Regions from separate parts of the Mus musculus genome. Here regions 2 and 3 are each linked to region 1. A link is a contact called in public Hi-C and HiChIP or PLAC-seq data. All regions are on one chromosome and are shown on one strand. Each heading gives the region's core, a stretch centred on a gene start, on an enhancer-like site or on the middle of the called end of the contact. The rest is flanking DNA. Distances are from core to core; before and after follow the strand shown. Region 1 holds the start of Cd200r4 (CD200 receptor 4). Region 2 has its middle 23 kb from the start of Ccdc80. Region 3 has its middle 62 kb from the start of Cd200r3.

Region 1 (3,166 bases), core at 207-2,706:
TGGATCACAAAACAAATATCTACATTTAAGAAGGTTAGGGGGCCATTAAGATGGCTCAGCAGGAAATACAGCCAAGGCACATGTAGAAAAGTCTGAGAACCTGATTTTGAACCCTGTGGGCCACATAGAAAAAGATAACAACTCCTATAATTGCCTTCTGACCCACGCACAAATGCTGTGTCAGGGGTGCATTCACATAGACACACTCACACACACACTCACACACACACATACAAATACACATGCAGAAATACATACACACAGTAAATACATATATAGTTTCTAAAACAAAACAGAAAGTGGAGGTTAAATTACTTTCATGCAAAGGTCTTTCAGGCTTTTCTTAATTGTTGAAAATGGGTTGTTAATGATAAACTTGAACTCAGACAAACTAAATTTATACATCTTGAAGAAGAACATAGCTGGTATTTTTGTACTTGAAGAAATGTCAGTTTGCTTTTACATTGATCAGTCTGCTTAGGAACTATGGTTCTGGTGAGACAGAGCTAAGGCAGAGAGCTCTAGCACTTTAGCCGTTCTTATAAGGGTTATTTCAGATTCTGCTTCCCCCTCCTCCCACAAGCATTACTTCTAATGCTTTAAGAAAGACTCCATACTCTCTGGCCTCTGGCAGCAATGCACAAACTGGCCTACATGCAGACCATGGTATCCCCCTTTCCCTTTCAGCACAGGACTGCTCCCTCCCAGCTAAGCTCAGTGCCTCCACTTTACCATAGATCAGATGATATTCTCTCTCTCCCTCTCTCTCTCTCTCTCTCTCTCTCTCTCTCTCCCTCTCTCCCTCCCCCTCCCTCCCTCTTTCTCTCTCTCTCTCCCTCTCTCCCTCTCTCTCCCTCTCTCTCTCTCTCTCTCTCTCTCTCTCTCTCTCTCTCTCTCTCTCTCTCTCTCTCTCTCTCTAATTCAAGTCAACTGTAAAGATGAAGCAAGCCAGAAATCTAGTACAGGATTTTTCAGGCAGTCTCTAATCTTCAAATTCATGATAATAACTAATAGTCTCCTCAGTGGAATATTTGTAGAAAACTTGTTAACAATCAACTTAAAAGTAAATGGTAGAGTGTTAAATTGGTCCTACTAGCCTGAAACAAAGGTGAATGCCTATAATTCAAGGAATCAGGAGAGGCTGAGACAGGAGGATTATCATAGTCCAAAGTTAACCAAAGTTAACAATTTCATTTCCTAAAGTTCTCAGAATGTCAGACTTACCAGACACAAAAATATTGATGAAGATCAGCAAAGTCAAAGTCGGAATCCTCCCCAGAGCATGCATCTGGAGTGGAACCTAGTGAAACACAATTCGTAGCCCCCTGGGTGGACTCAGTGATTCCAGCTTGGTCAACTTTGTTTATGCTCAGTTCACCGATTTAGGAGTGACTTTCTTCCTCATTTCTCTATCTTTATCTTCATCTCCAGTCTGCCTCCAGTTGGATGACTAAGCCTTCACAGGAAAAAAAGACAGTGATGTTTGCTGAATGATAAAGAAAGAAGCCAAAGCATAACTCCTTCATTCTCTCACAGTATTAAAAGATTAAGACACAGTTTATGGCAATTCCATTTTAAGGCAGTAATTTTTAAAGGGTAAATCGTATACTGGAAAATGAGCAAACCTTATGTATACAGCTGATGAATCTGTACAAATGAACTTGGACAAGCATTTCCCAAATTTCCAAACCAGGGTCCTGCCATTTTGTTTCTCAAAGCTCTCGCCATGCCTTTCCTTGGTATTGCTTCTCAAGAAGCAAACATGGCTCTGACATCTATCAACATTTGCTCATTTTGTTGTTTAGTGAGCTGCACATAAATGAAATGCTTTACGGAGTTCATCGCTGTATGCTACTTTGGACTTACAAAAGAATATATGGTAACTTATCAGTTTCTCTGTTAATTTCAATCGCTCTATTTGTTGTCAAACATCAACAGAGACTGGTAGCTGACATCTGTTCATCACTGTTGTCACTATCATTATGATGACTATATGGGATATTTTGAGAACTGTTACATGTGCAATAGAGAATTGAATTCTGCTTTTTAGGGAGGAATTATGTTTCTGTCTGTTGGTGCTAATCGTTTTATAGTGTTCTATAAGCTTCTATTTGCCTGGTGATGGTTTATCCAGTAGTTTTAGCCATTACTAAAAAGTAAAGATTCAAAACATCCACCTAATATTACTTCCTTTTAATACTACCCACTGTCACTTCATGCATTGGAGTTCTGTTCTGTTGTTGTTGTTGTTATTGCTGTTTGTGTGTATATGTACATATAATATATATGTGTGTATATATATATATATATATATATATATATATATATATATATATTTACAAGATCACAACATATAGGTGAGATATTCACCTTTTATCAGTATGAAACATCCTTTTTTGTCTCCTCATAATTTTTATTTTTTGCCTAAACATTACTCTGTCTGATAGAGGCCATAGTTAATTAGTTCTTTGGGGAAGGTTACTATTTACATAAATATATATTTCCATTCTTTCATTTGCAACCAAGTTGTATTTTGATCTAAAGTTACTCATTTATACACAAAACATAATTGGAACACATTTAGTGCCCCCCCCCATTCTATTGACCTCTGACTTTAGCTACAAAGTTTAATCAACAGCATGATTTAAGACAGGAAAAACGAATTGTTGCTGCTTTTTCATGTGTTCCTTCTGTCTTATATATCAGTTGCATACATCTCAACTTCTTTTAATTACTTTCTATTTCATTTTTTCTAATGTTATTTTCTCTCTCATTTCTCTTTTGGGGTTTTGGGTATGCTGAAGATTGTAAATTAAATTAAATTAATAGGGCTAGAGAGATGGCTCTGCTGTTAAGAACACTAGCTACTATTGTAGAGGGCTCAGTTTCAGTTTACAGAACCCACACAGCAGATCACAATCACCTGTAACTCCAGTCACAGGGAATCTGACACTCTCTTGGCCTCTGTGGGCACCAGTAAGTATATGATATATACATAATGTATATGCAGGCAACATACATATGTATGTTTTAATTAGAAGATACATCTTAATAGTATGTATTTATAACAGCTAGTTTTTTCAATAGTCACAAAAGCCTCAGCTCCAGCATAAGTTTATCTTTTCTGTTCATGTTCTTATTGTCACTAATAACTTCTTACATATGC
Region 2 (3,166 bases), core at 218-2,717, 250 kb before region 1:
ATGTTTTCTATTCCTTTTCCTATATACAAGATGTTCCTGATAGCCTAGGCTAAGATCTTAAGTGAGTATCGTGGCTACAAAACCATCCCTTGAAATGGAGTCACGAAACATGACCCCATCTCTGGGAAAACAATATAAATCATGTATCAGATAGTATTGATAAAAACTTTCCCAACAATAATATTTTATATGGCTGCACGTGTGTCATCGGAAGTAGGTTTTGGTATATTGTTTAAGAAAACCTTAAATAAAAAGAATTAAAACAGTATAAGTTTATGTTTTGAAGATTTACAGAGAAACAGGAGCTGATGTCAAACAGTAACTGATCACACACATTCATTAGCTTGTTCTTGGGAATTTGCCACTAGCCTTAGATAATTTTTGTATTTTGATGTACCAAATGATCATAACAATATTCATTCTACCTAGATGTTTTACTGAAAACACCTTTTTTTTGAAGTTGTAAGACTTGGATGATTTTGTATTTTGATGTACCAAATGATTATTGTTATTTCTGTTCTATTTCGCTGCTTCACTGAACACAGCTCTTCAGAGCTGTAGCACCTGTTTCTCTTATGTATAAAACCCTTGCTTGAGAGCTGCAAAACACACTCAGGTTCCTTTGCCTTGGGAAGAGGCAGGTTGTTCCTATGTTTGCTCCTGACTCTAAACAGATGAAACACAAGCTAATTGCTGCCCTCTGGGCATACCAAGACAGTGTCTCATAATCCCTGGAATGTAGCACGAAGTCTAAAGGAGATGAGAAATATGCAGCCTTTTCTCTATATTTGTACCCCAGACACTCTGTGAAGGCTAGTATGGGGTGTGGTATGCATTCGTGGTATGTATTCTGCCTCTGTGTTTGTTTCTGTTTGTCACCACCCAATCCTTACCCACCTGACCTCAAGAACCCACATCCCAGGAACCCCCATACCTGGCTGGGGTGGTCCGTTGCACCCCTGGACCTTTCTAGCATCTTCTTTATCATTTATAGAATTCATGAACTCAGATCTTGGCCTGGAGGTACATGCTCCTTAGTCACTTATTCATCATTGGGAGAGAGGGCTTAGCCTCTGGCAGCCTCCATTATAACATTCATACCTGAAAGGGAGCCCCAAAAGCCAGCTGCTTACTTTAATGGAAACAATTTTAAACCCCATGCTTGGTATGTTTCTAAAGCTTATGTATCTGATTGGTTTCCTGGTGCTTTTCTCTATGTTGGCAAATTCGTGCCAGATGAGTTTTTCATTTGGTTTTGGTTTTGATTTTTTTGATGGGATAACCTTTCTTTGAGGTCATAGGGCGAAGTCCTTAACTACCTATCTTGCTCTTGTTTAACCAGTATCCTTTGCCTTGGGAATAGGCAGGTTGTTCCTATGTTTGCTCCCAACTCTAAATAGATGAAACACAAGCTAATTGCTGCCCTGTGGGCATACCGAGACAGTGTCTCATACTCCCTGGAGTGTAGCACGAAGTCTAAAGGAGATGAGAAATATGCAGTCCTTTCTCTATATTTGTCCCCTAGACACCCCGTGAAGGCTAGCAAAAGTCTGTTCTGATTCTGCAAGTACTCTGTGGTATGCATTTGGGTAGTAAAATTACATTTTGCATTTGTAGTCGGTATTTCATTTTTGAAAAAAGTGAACATCTGGTTTTCCTCTATTTAGTTTTGAAGCTCTAGAACAGCTGGGCAGGGCAACTTGGCCTTGTTCTGCATCTCCGTGAGTCATAGCTGAAGCTTCCACTCCATCAGCTACTCGCCCATTGGCTCACCAGCTGCCACTCATCTCCCCACAGCTTTTCTGGTTCTGGATGAGGACAGGGTCTGGATCAGCTTTTTCAGTCCAGCCCTTGGGAGTTTCGAGAGTGCCAATATTACATGAAGATGCTCTGGTCAGCTGTTACCAAATGTGAAAGGCCCAGCCCTGAGTGGGTGGAAAGTAGAGTCTGGCTTGCACTCATTGGGGTTTTGAGTCATAGCAGATTAGTGTTTAGACAAACTGTTTTTTCTCTCTTCTCTATTTTTCTGATCTGAAACTACAGATAAAGCAAACTGTGCTGAGGCTGTGAAGACTCACTGATTTTCACCAAGGAATTGAGTTATTTGCGTCCATCTTATGAGTTCCGTAGTATTTGGAAGAGGGAGTTTGTTTGTTCCATGCCTCAGTGCTCTTGAATTCAAAAGTTCTCCATGTTTCCTAGACCACTGCAACGGTGGGAGGTTCTGACCCTGGCTCACAGGAGGACCAAGGTACAGCCCTGTCTGAAAACTCTTCATCAGGGTTACCATGGGAGCCATAGCAGCCCCTCCAGCACCCAGGTGTAGGGTTCTCTTCCTAACCCACCATGTCAGTTGGGCTATTGTGCTCAGTCTCCATTATAGCTCTCAGCTACTGGAAACAGCTCACACTCTGTAACCCAGCACTCAAGCTCCTCTGGAGTTTGTCCCTAAACTTTGAGAGCCAGCTGCTGCTATCAGAGCCTCGTGCAGCATAGCCTAGGTACACTACCTGCCATTGCTGTTTGTCCTCTGATATCCGTGGTTTCACTCTATGCATGCCAGAGTGCTGTGAGGTGGACAATGGCTCCGTGTGCTCCTTTAATGTTCCCATCACCTTTTCTCTTTGCAGATTTCAATTCCACTGGGGCCCTGATTATCCAGACCCAGGTCAAAGGTGTCTGCTGCTTTAGAGTCTCCCTTGAGCACACTTTGAACTGAGCCACTCTTGACCTCTTCCAAATTTCCAATCCCTTTCCCAGCCTTCCCTCAAGGCTCGTGCTGGTATCTTCACCTGGAAGAAGAGGTTACAGTGCCTCTTTTTCCTGTCTCCCACCTTCATGGGCAGCCATGGCTCGGCTAGTTGTCTAGGTCACCTTTCTGCTTTCCTGAGACCCTCCTAAGGAGTATGCACTTGGTAAGCCCTTTCATAAACACAGTAATAAATACTGGTAGAGAACCGTAGATTTATAGAGTGGGTCTATGGTCATTACTTAATTCCCATAAAAGGTATTCTTTTTACAACAAATAAGAAGAAAAGGAAAAATAGTTTCTCTTTAAACAATCATTTGCCTCGTTGTTACTGCATACCTTGTCTGTTGTCCTGATAAAGTCTATGGGAGAAGGAGCAATGTTCATTACTTACTGTTATATTTCTGGTAAATAACT
Region 3 (3,166 bases), core at 344-2,843, 180 kb before region 1:
TTAAAACAAGCCTTTTACTGTAGCAGGCAATCAGTCTCCTAAGGCTTCCCAAAAGGCATCCAAGGATCAAAGATGGGCAATGTGTTGGCTTCAGCAAACTGTTCTCACTGTTCCCATCCCAGAAATACTGGCAAGTTCCCCAAGAGCACCAGTTTCTAACTAAAAGAAACCACTGCACTTTGTCTTTTTATGCCGATGTGGATTTCATGAATAATTTACTAAAATAAGACTCTAGGTTCATAAAAAAACAGTTACGAGACGACTTGTGTCAAGAAGGAGGGATTTAAAAATGCCTCTAATCCCATCCCTACCTCAGGCTCCATTCTTTTTCTCCAGTTGTTATACCTGTGCACTTTTCTGAACCTTTGCTGCCATTTCATGAACACATTCTGTCCAAAGCAGGCTCAGTGCTATGGCCTCTGAAAGCCAAGGGATGAACATAAAGGAAGAACTGTTCATCTAAAAAGTTCCTAATCAAACAGTGGGTGGAGCTTGGGAACTCTTATGGAAGAACAGGAAGGAGTGCAGCCCCTAAGGGGATAGGAACACCACAGGAAAACCAACAGAGTCAGCTACCCTGGACCCTTGGGACTCTCAGAGACTTAACTACCGACTAAAGAACATCCATGGGCTGAACCTAGGCCTCCCCATACATATATAGCAGATGTGCAGCCTGGTCTTCATGTGAGTTCTGAACAACTGGAATGGAGACTGTCTTAGTCAGGGTTTCTATTCCTGCACAAACATCATGACCAAGAAGCAAGTTGGGGAGGAAAGGGTTTATTCAGCTTACACTTCCATACTGCTGTTCATCACCAAAGGAAGTCAGGACTGGAACTCAAGCAGGTCAGAAAGCAGGAGCTGATGCAGAAGCCATGGAGGGATGTTCTTTACTGGCTTGCTCAGCCTGCTCTCTTATAGAACCCAAGACTATCCGCCCAGGGATGGTCCCACCCACAAGGGGCCTTTCCCCCTTGATCACTAATTGAGAAAATGCCTTACAGTTGGATCTCATGGAGGCATTTTCTCAACTGAAGCTCCTTTTTCTGTGATAACTCCAGCTGTGTCAAGTTGACACAAAGCTAGCCAGTACAGGGACTATCCCAAAAGCTGTTGCCTGTATGTGGGATATATTCTATTAGCTGGGCTTCCTTGTCTGGCTTCAGTGGGAGATGAAGCACCTAGCTTCGTAGAGACTTGAAGTTCCCGGGTTAGGGGATACCTGCTCAGAGGAGAAAGCGGGGTTGAGGGAAGGATTGTGGAAGGGGTTGACTCAGAGGAGGGCAGTGAGCAGGATATAAAATGAATAAGCAAAAAATTAATTAATTTTTCAAAAGTTCTTAGATTCGAGGTCCTCATTTTGGCAAGAAACTCGAGAAAAGATTTCAGTGCTGTGTTGCAGAAGAGTAAAGCTTGAAGCTAGACTTCAGATAAACAGAGTGCTGCTACTGTGCTACTGACACGGGCAAAACATGTGATCAAGGCTGAGAGCTTGTCTGATGATCCTTAACAGGAAAGGAGAGAGGGGAGAAAGTGAGGAGGAGGGGAGGGAAATACATTGAGGAAGTGAGAGCCCTATTGCTTGGTGCCTGACCTGATTCAGGGCCCCACTTGCAGCTGAAGCCAAGGCCACATGTTTCAGGGAGTGGAATAAGGGTGGAGGTGCCCACAGGGCAAGGCCAGTTTACAGATTCCGATGCAAACTTGCTTGCCAGAATGGAGGAAGATGCCTTCTAGACTGCTTCTCGTACTGCTGCCAGAACCAAAATTCTTCAGGTTCTTTCTGATGCCGTTGGTCAGCTGCATTTGATCTCTAGGTCACAGATTCTGCAGCGAAGAATACCCTTTCATACGAATCCCCCTTTCCATGGGAATTCCATTCGAGTATTATACCAGGTGGGAAGCTATCAATGTAGTAGTTATTTCTAAAGCAATGTACCCCCTCTAGAGTAAGCTTTTTAAGTCTTTCTTAATCTCAATTGGTCTTCTTTGGCTTTCTTTCATACCCCAGAAAGCTTCCAAGGCACCACCTGGGGATTTCATTACTTAGGATTGCTTTTCTTTAAGATCACAAAACCATGAGCAGCTTATCCAGATCAGGATCACATACTGCCTCTAAGGTACACATCAGACATCCCCATTACTCCTAAAACTAGGATAGTATCCCTGTGTATATGACGTGTAGTTTTGATGTTTACTTAATAAAATTAGACAACACTTTCTCAAATGTTGAGCACTCTCAAGATAGTCTGTATATTTTCTACTGATTCTTTAGAATGTCTACGGATGTTTTCAATACGGTGAGAAAGGAATTCCTCCTCTACCTTGATGCCTGGGGCAGTGAGCCTAGCACATCTGTGCCCAGCATGACTAAGTAGAAAGTGGGTGGCCAGCAAGAGAGAGGCTATACGTATGTGTGACTGTCTACAGCCAGCCCTCTTCTCACTTCCTTATGTTCACTCCTGTAGACCTCCCTCCTGCACCCTACCCTCCTGTGCTGCAGCATTATGTCTCAATAAGGTCCCATCAGAATAATTCACTTGTAGACAGTGTTCTCTATTGTTACTACAGTAGATTGAACTGGAAGAGCAGATTGAACTGGGTTAAGTCATCCAAGTACAACCAGCAATCACTAGAAGATGCCTAAAGAGCAGCAGAGATTGTGCAGACCTCTTATTAAGGCTGAGGAGGGGAAATGTGAGAGGAGAGGGGAAAGCTGCTAAGACCTGACATGATAGAAACTCTGCAAGGCCTAAGAGAATACCAGAAAGGCACCAAATTACTAGGTCTGGAATCCAAGGAACTATAAGACCGAGATCTGGGAGTCATGACACTCTGAACCCTGAAATGTAACACAAACTGATGGTTCTTGGAGACTGGCACCTAAAGCCCAAGCTGGAATGCTAGCGACAGAGGACACCAACATCGAAAGTTCTCAGTTCCTGGAAAGAAAGGGACCGATTCATCGTTGACGTCCACATAGAGCTAAAGGACACACATCCCATTGGCTGAAAAACTATCTACAGCCGTAATTGTTTGGAAACAATTCTAGGAGTTGGTAGACTTTTGTAACAAGCACATCACCATTTAAGTCAAAGAGAGCTGGACTGAAGTGCAATACTAAGTGTGCGACCATGTACAATGTCTTTAAATTTGATAATATGCT

Evidence for each region. Hi-C and Micro-C count contacts between places; a contact is called where the count stands out from the background. HiChIP or PLAC-seq counts read pairs in DNA pulled down with a chosen protein or histone mark.
Region 2: a Hi-C map of bone marrow-derived macrophages shows a contact between it and region 1, with 24 read pairs. The contact joins the enhancer-like site here to the promoter of Cd200r4 in region 1. A contact is called at or near these places in 6 of 39 promoter capture datasets (the HPC-7 cell line, cranial neural crest, embryonic stem cells and 3 more), 1 of 484 Hi-C or Micro-C datasets (bone marrow-derived macrophages), 3 of 115 datasets of contacts at active chromatin or transcription factors (CD8 T cells, bone marrow-derived macrophages and regulatory T cells) and 4 of 9 other capture datasets (adipose tissue, liver, macrophages and 1 more).
Region 3: a contact with region 1 is called in an H3K4me3 HiChIP or PLAC-seq map of bone marrow-derived macrophages, with 5 times the contacts expected there. The contact joins the enhancer-like site here to the promoter of Cd200r4 in region 1. A contact is called at or near these places in 4 of 39 promoter capture datasets (embryonic stem cells, hematopoietic stem and progenitor cells and hippocampal neurons), 2 of 484 Hi-C or Micro-C datasets (bone marrow-derived macrophages and nephron progenitors), 4 of 115 datasets of contacts at active chromatin or transcription factors (CD8 T cells, bone marrow-derived macrophages, embryonic stem cells and 1 more) and 4 of 9 other capture datasets (adipose tissue, liver, macrophages and 1 more).

Annotation. Positions count from the first base shown.
Region 1 is chr16:44,819,018-44,822,183 of GRCm38.p6, reverse strand. Cd200r4 (CD200 receptor 4) reads right to left here and starts at 1,456. Exons shown (of 6, transcript NM_207244.2): 1 at 1,225-1,456. The coding sequence starts at 1,288.
Region 2 is chr16:45,069,187-45,072,352 of GRCm38.p6, reverse strand. No RefSeq gene overlaps it. Among named protein-coding and RNA genes, the nearest start is that of Ccdc80, 23 kb to the left of the region's middle. Within about 2 kb of position 1,467, at least 72 of the 459 cell types and tissues checked have an H3K27ac peak or open chromatin away from gene starts, as enhancers often do. A contact at or near this core is called in adipose tissue and bone marrow-derived macrophages, where this site is marked.
Region 3 is chr16:45,003,903-45,007,068 of GRCm38.p6, reverse strand. It overlaps a transcript of Cd200r3 not described here. Among named protein-coding and RNA genes, the nearest start is that of Cd200r3, 62 kb to the right of the region's middle. Within about 2 kb of position 1,593, at least 24 of the 459 cell types and tissues checked have an H3K27ac peak or open chromatin away from gene starts, as enhancers often do. A contact at or near this core is called in adipose tissue, bone marrow-derived macrophages and macrophages, where this site is marked.